Regions from separate parts of the Ovis aries genome. Here region 2 is linked to region 1. Evidence: chromatin contacts called from public Hi-C data. All regions are on one chromosome and are shown on one strand. The core of a region is the stretch at or near the end of the contact, and the rest is flanking DNA. Distances in the headings are between cores, read along the strand shown.

The links. A called contact is a pair of places that touch in the nucleus more often than the background predicts.
Region 2: a contact with region 1 is called in a Hi-C map of tail adipose tissue, with 10 times the contacts expected there. The contact joins two enhancer-like sites. A contact is called at or near these places in 11 of 16 Hi-C or Micro-C datasets (blood, hypothalamus, mesenteric adipose tissue and 5 more).

What each region holds. Positions count from the first base shown.
Region 1 is chr6:58,179,509-58,185,548 of ARS-UI_Ramb_v3.0, reverse strand. No RefSeq gene overlaps it. Among named protein-coding and RNA genes, the nearest start is that of TBC1D1, 260 kb to the right of the region's middle. Within about 2 kb of position 2,323, at least 30 of the 54 cell types and tissues checked have an H3K27ac peak or open chromatin away from gene starts, as enhancers often do.
Region 2 is chr6:58,697,980-58,703,686 of ARS-UI_Ramb_v3.0, reverse strand. No RefSeq gene overlaps it. Among named protein-coding and RNA genes, the nearest start is that of TLR10, 40 kb to the left of the region's middle. Within about 2 kb of position 2,371, at least 20 of the 54 cell types and tissues checked have an H3K27ac peak or open chromatin away from gene starts, as enhancers often do.

The sequences.
Region 1 (6,040 bases), core at 1,074-3,573:
GACACTTCCTCTCCTATCCGGCAGTTTCCCTTTGAAAAATGAGACCATTCAATCCAAAGAGCTTTGCCCGTGCCTTCGAAGGAAGCTTGGGGTGGAGCAGAGACTGACTCTGTCTGGTTGTCCTCCCACACAAGAGGATATGGCACAAAACTCTCTCTCCAGGGACTCTCTGAAGAGTAGCTGACACCAGAGTGCACTGTCATCTGGGCTACGGGGCCTCTGAGTAAGAACATGCTCCTTAGAAAGTCACCTGTATGTGTTATGTATATATGTATCTGCAAAGATACAGCTATGACTATCTCTATATGTTCAAGAAAGAAGCCTCAAATCGAGACCAACAAACGTTTCCCTAGGCCCTCAGTGCCTCAGAGGAACTTGCTTTAATTAATAGATCAGAATAGTTAGTATTTAATGTATCAAATAAATGGATGATAGATACATTGATGGATAGATTGATAGATACATAGATAGATTTGGAAGTCAGACCTAAGTTTATACCAATTCCTGGCTGAAGGAGCCAGTATTGTGCTGTGCTGAGTTGCTCAGTCGTGTTTGACTCTTTGCAACCCCATGGACTGCAGCCTGCCAGTATCCTCTGTCAGGGATTCTCCAGAGAAGAATACTGGAATGGGTTGCCATATCCTCCTCCAAGGTATGTTCCCAACCCGGGGATTGAACCCAGGTCTCCCGCATTGCAGGCAGATTCTTCACCATCTGAGCCACCAGGGAAGCCTGACCCAGTACTGCTGCTGCTGCTAAGTCACTTCAGTCGTGTCTGACTCCATGCGACCCCATAGACAGCAGCCCACCAGGCTCCGCCGTCCCTGGGATTCTCCAGGCAAGAACACTGGAGTGGGTTGCCATTGCCTTCTCCAATACATGAAAGTGAAAAGTGAAAGTGAAGTCGCTCAGTCGTGTCCGACTGCAGCCCACCAGGCTCCTCCGTCCACAGGATTTTCCAGGCAAGAGTACTGAGTTTCCCTAAATCTAAATTTGTGTGTGTGTGTGTGTTCAGTCATGTATAACTCTTTGCGACCCCATAGACTGTAGCCCACCAGGATCTCTATCCATGAAATTTTCCAGGCAAGAAACACTGGAGGGGGTTGCCATATCCTATTCCAGGGCATCTTCCTGACCCAGGGATCAAACCCGAGTCTCTTGCATCTCCTACATTGGCAGGGGGATTCTTTACCACTGTGTCACCTGGGAAGCCCCAAACCTAAATTTACATGTCTGTAAAATTGGTTTGATTACCTCTCTGGTTGGTTTCCAGGCATAAATGAATGAATGCATGTAAAGTACTTATTAAAGTAACTGCCATGAAGTAAGCTTCAATAAGAAGGAACCATCACTGATTTATTTCATTCTTAGTGGAGAACAGTTCATCTGGGGGCATCTTTGAGAGGTCAGGATTTCAGAACTGCAGGGAGACACAGTGGTTTCATGGGAAGGCTCTGATATACCTATGTGTAAATGGATACTTTCTGCAACAATGCACAGCTTAAGTGGGACCTGTCACCTGGTGGTCAGACGTTTCCCAGGTCTTGAGGGTGAGACAGTACTGCCAGAGAACCCAGTTTGATTTCCTGGTTCAAAAATCACACCTGTGAAACTCGATCCAGGTGGGAAATTCTTCTGGCTGCTTCTGCTCAAGCCATGGTTCCTTATCAAGTTATGTCTCTGGGTCACTCTGAGGTCATCTTTTAAATTAATGTGACAGACAAGGAAGGCCACAAAACCTCGCTGCTTAGCCTTCGCCTACAAGTCCATCGCAGCAGCGAGTTGACTGAACACGCACTTGGTACTAGTAGCCTTTTGGTCATCAGTTTCTTTAATCCTCCAGCAAGCCTCCAACAACCCTCCATCAGGGCAGCTGCAGTAATCCCCCTTTAAAGATGAACCATCTCAGGCTTGCAGTGTCCAAGGTCACAGCTGGCAAGTGGAGCAACACTGCAGGTAAGTAGGGAGCTCTTGCCACCCGGCCATGCTTCACAGAAAACCATTCGTCCTGTTCTGCTCTCCCGTGCCACGTGTGTCAATACTGCATCTGAGAACAGAAAGAGGTTTGAAATTCTCATTTTCCTCGCTTGCTAAAGAGAAGCACAGCCTGTTATAAGGCTCTACCTTGCTCTGGCTCTCCAGATTCTTCCTCCAATCCTCTTTATAGAGCACCTCCCTTTACCCCCACAATACCTGCTCGGGATTCTTCCTGGCCCTTCAAAAAACAACTGGCAAAAAGCAACTAGCTTGAATCCCTTTAGTTTGGCTAAGACGCCCCTTTTCAGGGGACCTGGTTGGAGCAAGAGTGCCACCTGCTGGAATGTCTGAGTCACTGCCAACACATGTTCCTTGGGCCAACGTGGGCCGGCAGGCGGAGAGGCTTAAGCCTGGCCAAGGAATCAATCAGTGTTCACAGAAACACCTCAGCAGCGTCCAGGCATCAACTTACTGACACTCAGTGTTTAGTTGTTCAGTGGTATCTGACTCTTTTGTGACCCCGCCAGGCTCCTCTGTCCATGGGATTTCTCAGGCAAGAACACGGGAGTGGGTCGCCATTCCCTTCTCCAGGAGATTCTTCCCCACCCAAGGACTGAACCCGTGTTTCCTGCAGTTGGCAGGCAGGTTTTTTTACCACTGAGCTACCAGGGAAGCCCAGATACTGACACTCAAGGTCTTATTCAAATACAAGTTTGGGACTTTAAGGCTGTGCAGTTCTTGTTTCCAAATAGGGGCTGGGATGAGGGTGGGGCAAGAGGGGCAGGGCCATGCAAGTACAGTACATCCCATCTTTGCGGAAAATTGTGAAACTGTATTCATCATGGATTTTTGCATCTATTTTGACTTTTTAAAGTGCATTAAAATATTACATATCTCGTTACTGAATTGTTTGGCACCCTCTCCTTTATGATTTACACCCACTGCAAAGGTTTCATTTGCCTCATGCTAGTATCGGCCCTGCTGAAGCCTTCTGCAAAAGGATTCAGTTTCCTTTCCGAGCTCTGTCTGTAGGTGAACTACACTCAAAGAGTCTCTAAGCTGAACGCCCACATCAGGGCCAGTCCCCGTGCAGCTCTGTGTCCACACTAGGCTTTTCCAATCCCCAGATCCACAGTCTGAGGTCAGGTGGGGTTGCGGGCAGTTCTTTATCTGTAGTGTGTGGGAGGGTTTCGAATGGGGGATGGTTCTCAAAACACTTGAAATTTTGTGGAAAACTATGCATTTTCTGGGGAGATGGCTTATCACCCTCCTTCATTCTCCAAGGAGGCTTGACCCCATAAAGGATAAGACTCACAACAGCCTTCATCAAAGAGTCTATGCAGGAAAAAGCAACAAGAAATGTCTTCCCACATCTGCCCTGGTAAAATGAATGTCAATCACCTGATCTGTGGTCTATAAACAGTGTTGGGAGACCCTGATACAAAGATTCAAGGGTTCTCAGAGTTTGGAGAAAGGAAAAATTCCTTTCTTGAGAAACTGGAATCTCAGCTGCATGCTGAGAACTGGATAGTCCACGTTGCCCTCTTTAGTTTTCACTCCCTGCTCTGAAAACCTCTCAACCTTGCCATTGTTCTCAGGCAAAGCTCTTTTGCAAGCTCCAGACTCTTCCACCCTCCTGGCATCCTTAACCCATCCTTCAAGATCAACTTTCTCCTCATTCTCAGGCAGGGCTAGGCTCTTACACATTCCCGTTAACCTGCAGATGACTTTTCTAGATTGATTTGCATATTGATCTACCTTGCCCACAAGGTTGTGAGTCCCAGAGGGCAGGAATCCAGTCTTGTTTGTTTCCATACCCCCAGTTCTTGGCAGAGTCAGTGTGTTAAAAAAAAAAAAAAAAGTTAGATGGATGAATAAATAAATAGATCTGTGAATGAATGAACAACACATGCCCTCGCCCAAGCCTTCTTGTGCTGGATGAGGAAAGTGAGACTCCCATAGACACTAGAAGGTCAGTGGGCCTTAGCCGAGCAGGGGCTCCCCCAGGAGCCCCACCAAGACCAGCTGCAGGCCACCCCACCCCCACACCCCAGCTGTGCACTGAGGTCAGAGCCCTTAGCAGTCACTCTAGAGCCAGCCACTTGCCCTGCTTTTCCTTCCTTTTGCTGCTCCTGGTTCAGAGCATGAAGTAGGAAGACAACTAACCAGGGGAATTCAGAGATGAGGAAGCGATCCCTGCAGTGGCCAGCTGTCCCCTTTACAGGGTCTGGAAAACCCGAATCTTCTCCGTGGTTCTCTGCCTTCCCATAGTGAAGACCTAAATGAAAAAACTATTTGACACTTTCAAACTTACTTCAACAGAAGGGGACAGAGTCACATTTCTTGCCCAGAAATACATTGTCCATGAACCTAAACAGCTCGTTTTCCTCTGCTCCCTTTCACCGGAATTAGATTCATCAGAAGTCTGATAAAATCTCTGGACGGATGAGCATCCCAAGCACGGCTGATCCCGACACTGTTCAGAAACTGGAGAGAGAGCTGGGAGGAGGGCGGCCACACCAGCTGCTTCTGCTCCTGCTCTGAAGGCGGACAGGCCTCCCAGGAAAAGCCTGGGCCCAAGCACAGCTGTGGTCGTTACTGAATCTGCAGGCTTGCCACAGACTAGAGAAAAGCTTCAAACAACAGAGCAGACCTTCCCGTGGTCCGCTGAACGGGGCTGGCTTCTCCTTGTGTTTTTATTCCTTCTGGTGGTGATCGCCCCCGCCCACACACAGGGCTTCCTCAGCTCAGGCTGCCTTCCTCAGAGAGCCACAGGAGACCCCTGTAGCCCCCCTACCCCACCCCACATTCTCCCCCAAGAGCTCTCCTCAATGAAACCAAAAAACAAAAAATTCTTTAATACAGGTAAATCCGGAAAGTGTTTCCCTGGTGGCTCAGATGGTAAAGAACCCACCTGCCAATGCGGGAGACCCAGGTTCGATCCCTGGGTGGGGAAGATCCTCTGGGGAAGGAAATGGCAACCCACTCCAGTATTCTTGCTGGGAAATCCCATGGACAGAGGAGGCTGGTGGCCTACAGTCCATGGGGTCACAAAGAGTCAGACAATACTGAGCAATTAAACAACAACAACAATCCAGAAAACACTCTGGGTCTTGAGTCATGACTTTGTAAGCAGCCATTGGGACCTTCTCTCGTCCACTTCTCAGAATCACTGGTCCCTTCTCCGAAGAACACAAAAGCCCACACAGGAAAAGGGAGGGCTGTCCCAAACTTACAGCTGGGAAAAGGGAAATCGTTACTGTTTGTCCTCAAATGTTCACCGGTTCCAAACTCCCCACCTCTTCCTGAAGTCGGGTAGAAACCAGCCACTTGTTCCAACCCCAAGGTTCTCTGTCCTGTGTCTTTTCTGTTGCCCTAGATCTTAGATCTCTTTCTGTTCCCTTTTGTACCTACTAAGTAAGTAATAAATATTGATTGACCGATAGTAGCCTAGAAAGCCTAAAGCCAATGTAAAACCAAGGGCATTTTTATAAAAATAGAAACCATTTAGGAAGTGTTGCTATCAACCAGGCTCTTTATTTAATATTTAATCCTCCCTGCCATCCTGTAAGATGTGTTTTTATTCCATTTTTCAGGTGAGAAACGGAGGCTTGGAAGGATTCTGGGGGTGCAAACAGCTTTTCAGGGGTGGAATTAAGATTCCAAGACTGACCTGCAAAGCTTTGCCTTCCATCACTCTAGAGTTTCCAGTGTTTCAACAGATGGCCCAGGGAAGTTTTCATTCACTATCACAAAGGACCCAAGGGATCAGGTACGCTAAGTCATTTCAGCTGTGTCCAATTCTTTGCGACTCTATGGACTTTTGGCCTCCAGGCTCCTCTCTCCCTGGGATTCTCCAGGCAAGATTAGTGGAGTGGGTTGCCATGCCCTCCTCCAGGGGATCTTCCCGACCCAGGGATCAAACTCACATCTCTTATGTCTCCTGCATTGGCAGGCAGGATCTTTACCACTAGTGCCACCAAGGGATCAGGATGCTGCGAAAAATGCAGCCAGGCCCAGAGCAGGGGGGCTTCCTGTGTGCTAGAGGTGTCATTGCTTTTCC
Region 2 (5,707 bases), core at 1,122-3,621, 520 kb before region 1:
GGAGGCTCCTCAGTCTAGGGACAGCGACAGGACTGATGGCCCTGGGGATGCAAGTTTCTCCAATATCCTGCTTATTCTCCAGTGCCCAGAGAAGCCCTTGCAGGTTTCAGGGGGACCCTCCTCAGCTCTGCCAAGTCATCCTTTTTCTGTGTATACTTGGATATTAGAAATCTGATTCCAAATTGAATGAGAGAGAAAACACAGAGAAATCCCCCAGGCCAGCCTCCAGGAAGGTGACTGTCTGACACCACTACCTGAGTGACCCTGGACCTTCCCCACCCAGGGATCAAACCCATGTCTTCTGCATTGGCAGGCAGATTCTTTTTTAAAGTTAATTTAAGTGGAGGGTGATTTCTTTACAATATTGTGTGTGGGTTTTGCCACATATTGACATGAATCACCCATAGTGTACATGTGTCCCCCCATCCCGAACCCCCCTCTCACCTCTCTCCCCACCCCATCCGTGTGGGTTGTCCCAGAGCACTGGCTTTGAGTGCCCCGCTTCATACATCGAATTTGCACTGATCACCTATTTTACATATGGTAATATACATGTTTCAATGCTGTTCTCTCAAATCATCCCACCTTCCCCTTCTCCCACATAGTCCAAAAGTCTGTTCTTTTACATCTGTGTCTCTATTGCTGTCTTGCATATAGGGCTGTCGTTACTAAATCCCATATATATGCTTTAATATACTATATTGGTGTTTCTCTCTCTGACTTACTTCAATCTGCAAAATAGGCTCCAGTTTCATCCACTTCATTAGAACTGACTCGAATGCATTCTTTTCTATAGCTGAGTAATATTCCGTTGTGTATATGTATCACAACTTCCTTATCCTTTCATCTGGGAGGCAGAGTCTTTACCACTGAGCCACCAACAGCCCTGTGTGTGTGTTTAGTCACTCAGTCGTGTCTGACTCTCTGCGACCCTATGGACTATAGCCCACCAGGCTCCTCTGTCCATGGGACTCTCCAGGTAAGAATACTAGAGTGGGTTGCCATTTTCTCCTCCAGGGGCATGGATAACCACAAACCCAGCAAACCTGCAAAAACCCCAAGCAGATAAGCCACAAAGACACTTGAGGCAGGGTTTTTTCTTACCACACTCAGCCCCAGCTCTCAGGGTGGCCTTGATCACGTGAGTCCTACCCCACTACTTTAGACTGTTAAGGTGAGAGACCATGCTGTGCAGGCTGCCTCGCCCTTGTGAAACTTGTGCCCAGGTGTTTTCTCTCTAGTGACCTTTGTCACATCCTTTGCAAGAAATTAGCTCCAAGGAACAACTACAGAAAACCAAACTTCAACCTGCACCACGAACAGAAATACCAGGAGATCAGATTTGGCAGAAGTTGTATGTTGGGGAAATAACTCTGAGAGGTCTATCCCCAAGCCAGATGACCCCTCCACCCTCAAAATAATCTGCAGCAAAGATCAGGTGAGGGGCCTCACCTTAACTGGTGGCTTCTCATCTAGGGACAGCAACAGAGTTGGTGGCCCTGGGATGCATGTTTCTCCAACATCCAACACATTCCCCAGCTGCCCCTGAGGAGCCCTCGCAGGTTTCAGGGGGACCTTCAACAGCCCCTCCAAGTCATCCTTTTCTGTGTATATCTTTGTATTAGAATTCTGATTCAAATTGAATGAGGAGGGGAAACACAGAGAGAAATCCCCGAGGCCAGCCTCCAGGGAGGTGACTGTCTAACCCGGGAGATTGCCTGGGTTCAGATTCTAGCATCTGCCTCATAGAGGCTGAGAAACCCTGGGGCAGTTTATTTACCCTTTATCTGCACCATGGTTTTCTCATTTGTGAAATGAAGATAATAAATCCACCTCCTAGGGTCATTGAGCACCTCCAGTGAGTTAAGGCAGGTAAAGATTAAACACAGTGCTTGGCGCCCAGGAAGCCCTCCATCAATCAGTCTGAGCTGCTGTAATGAAACCTAGTCATGCAGACAGCTCTGGGCAAGAAAGTGTCTTGCACTCTTCCACAACTGCAAATTTCACTGGGACCAGGGCAGTTTTTTCTGCTCTGAGTGACACTGGGAGACTGCTTGCCTTTCCCCCAGAACTTAATGCCCCCTCACCTCCTCCAGGCTGCAAACCCCTTCCTTCAAGGTAGTTAACTAGAGGCCATGCGGAAGTTTTCTCTCCTGAAATCAGTTCCTGAGCATTTGCTCTCATGACTAACTGGCTGGAAGCGGAGGTCAGTTGAAGTTCAAGAGGGCCTCTGTTCTGACTTTTACTGCTTATTGATTTGTGGCATTTATAAGCCTGAGCCCTGGGCCTCCAGGGCCAAGACCGCAGGCACAACAATGCCACCCTTCTCCGGTGGCCCTGTTTACCTTCCGGGAGCAGACAGGGTGTGGCCAGAACTTCTGGGGTGGTGAGAGCACAGCACAGGGTGTGGTGAGGATGCAGGGTGTGGCTGCCCAGGACAGGCCCTGGGGAAGGCAACCGGGCAAACCAGCCAGGGCAGCCCAGGTCTGAGTGTGGAGGCCCTGGGGTTACTGCTCTGCTGTGGAGCAATTGTGGGGACTCGCGTTCTCTGCTCCTCAAACATGGCGACTGCAATAATAATACCTGTGCGGGTTGTTCAGTCGTGTCCTGCTCTTTGTGACCCCATGGACTGTAGCCTGCCAGGCTCCTCGGTCTGCGGAATTCTCCAGGCAAGAATACTGGAGTGGGTAGCCATTCCCTTCACCAGGGGATCTTCCTGACCTACTGATTGAACCCGGGTCTCCTGCATTAAAGGTAGATTCTTTACCGTGTGAGCCATCGGGAAAGCAATAATAATGGCATCCCTTTTCTGAGTACTTCTAGCCACATGTGGCACCTGTAGCTCCCTTAATTAAGATTATGGGCTGTGTATGCCTCACAGAATCGCTACCACTAGCTGAATGACCCTGGAGACTTGACTTACCTTTTTCTTCCACAGCGTCCTCACCTGTATGGTGGGGGGTGGGGGGGGGGTGGGGAGGGGGGTGGGCATGGTTAAAGGCACTTTCCTTGAGGGTAGAGCAGGAGGTGCCCAGTTGGCATCACAGCCAAGGTGCTGGAGCCTAGTGGTCCCGGGAAGGGGCAGGTGGAATTAGATCACATGATATCGGAGGAAAGGGATTTATCTTGGTGATTTAGGATGCTGGTTCCATGTAGGAATGCAAAGTTTAGAATCCAGGAAAGAACTGACAGAGAAGGATTTAAAATAAGATTTGATATGAAAGTGCTAACCTTGATCTTGAAATAAAGCAACTGGCAATGGCAGACCCTGAGTAGAGTCCTGAGCATAGAAAACCAGTATCTGACTCATGGAGATCAGTGTGAACAAAGTTGAGATCAACTACAGAAAACATTTTATGGACCATAGAAGGCTTTCAACCAAGTAAATAAAGTATGTGGGGGAAAAAAAGGCACCTTCCTTTTCAGATTGTATGAGGATCAAGTGGAAAGCCCTAGAACAGCCTCTGGCCCCAGGTAATGTTGAGCAAGCATCAGTAATCGCTAATGTAGATTTCGCATGTGTGATTTCATGCCATCTCATGGCAATCCTGTGAGGTAGTGCCTTTACTGAGGAGTGGCTCAGGGCATGCAAAAAGAAGCAAGCAAAACTGGGATTTGATTCTGGGATTATCTGACTCTGAATCCCAAACTCTGGGTCCAAATTGTTGTGCCTCAGTGCTTTTTGTTTACCAACTCCACGTGAAGAGATACTGGTTGAATGCCTTACTATGAGCCAAGGTGTTGTGACCTTTTTTAATCCACTAAAAGTTCCAATAACTCAATTTATAACCACACACAGAGCTCATCCAGCTGGGGACTGCTGGGTCCTGGATCTATCTCTGTGAGCAGAACCTTGGTCTTGCCCACAAAGAGCTCACAGGCCAATCTGCAAACAAAAAAAGCCCCTACGTTGGCACATTTACACGTCTAATGACTCTTTCTGCTTGCAACTCCATCTGGACAATTTCTTTTTTATTTTTAAATCTTGTTTTGACTGTGTTGAGTCTTCCTTTCTCTGCTTGGGCTTTTCTCTAGTTGTGGCTGTTAGGGGCTACTGGACTTCCCTGGTGGCTCAGATGGTAAAGCGTCTGCCTACAATGCAGGAGACCTGGGTTCAATCCCTGGGTTGGGATGAACTCTGGAGAAGGTAATGGCAACCCACGCCAGCTTTCTTGCCTGGAAAATCCCATGGATGGAAGAACCTGGTAGGCTGCAGTCCATGGGGTTTCAAAGAGTTGGACACTGAGCGGCTTCACTTCTCCAGTTGCGGTTCAAGGGCTTCTCATTGTGGTGGCTCCTCTTGTTGTGAAGCATAAGCCCTGCAACTTGCAGGCTTCAGTAGTTGCAGCACATGGGCTCAGAAGTTGCAGCTCTCAGATTCTAGAGCACAGGCTCGATAATTGTGGCTCAGGGGCCACAGGTGTAGAGGCAGCATGTGGATCTCCACATGTGAGATCTTCCCAGACCAGGGATGGAGCCCGTGTCTCCTGCACTGGCACGTGAATTCTTTACATTGAGCCACCAAGGAAGCCCCGCACAATTTCTTGAGCTCCCTTAATCTCTTTTGAGGGCCTTAACTAAACCATTAACCCGTACTTTGCATTAAATTCCCATTTCTAGGTTGAGGTTTTAAATGGACTGTTAAATAGGAAAAGGAAAGAAATTAGAAGAGATATTGGTCACCTATTCCTCAGTCTTCAGTTTATCCTTGAAAGACTAGGAAGATTTGATAAGGTCTTGAGGAAAGGAAAGACCACTGTAGGGTACACATACCTCTGGACATGAGTCTTCTCTAAGTTGTGGGCTTGCTTCCAGATCCTGGAAACGAGGTCAGGAAATGTCACTCACTGAGAAATTAGGTAGAAAGTCATTGATGAGATGGAGTATCAGCAAGTGTTCCCCACTCTACAAGATGTGCTGCAGGGGGAGACTTGAAACACCAAGATCAAACCCTTGCCTTTATGAAACAGATATTTACAGAATACTCTACAGGCACTATGTGAAACAGTGGGGATTTAAGGATGAAGCAAACCCCCAACCCTGCACCCTACATGCCTCAGAGTGCTACCTGGAACTGGATGTAAACAAGAAAGGTATAACCTAATCAACTGAATTAATCTGAGTGGTTAAAGCCTTGATGTGACAGTAAAAATACACAGCCAGCATGGCATCCTAGAAAGGAAGCATTCAAGCCCATTCTTAGTCTTTAGCCAGCCCCCAGGAGGGCCCAAGATCCCATCAGGAGAGGTGTGAGCTGTTTGGGTCAGAGAAAGCTTTTTAGGACTCTCCGTACTTGGGTAAATCTGCCACATTAGTACTTACAGAGGCTTTCTCTGTGCCCTGGGCTGTTCTTAGCACTTAACATCTAATGGTCCATTTAATCCTTGCAATAAACCGATGGAATAGGTATACCATCCCTCCAACAATTTCAAAATTTGATGCCATGAGAGGTTTAAGTATCTTATTGAAGGCAACCATACAGCTGATCAGGTAGCAGAGAAGGGCCACGTGGCATCGGGGCCCCTGCTCTTACCCACAGCACTAGTAATCCTTCTGTAGGGATAAAAATAGTCCTTTCATGAGTGGTTTGGATTCCTCGGTCACTGGATCTTGGGTGGGTAGCACACAGTGCCTGCAGGCCTCTCACTGTGATTTAATTATGTGGCATTGGGTTTATAGCCTGCTGCTGCTGCTGCTGCTAAGTCGC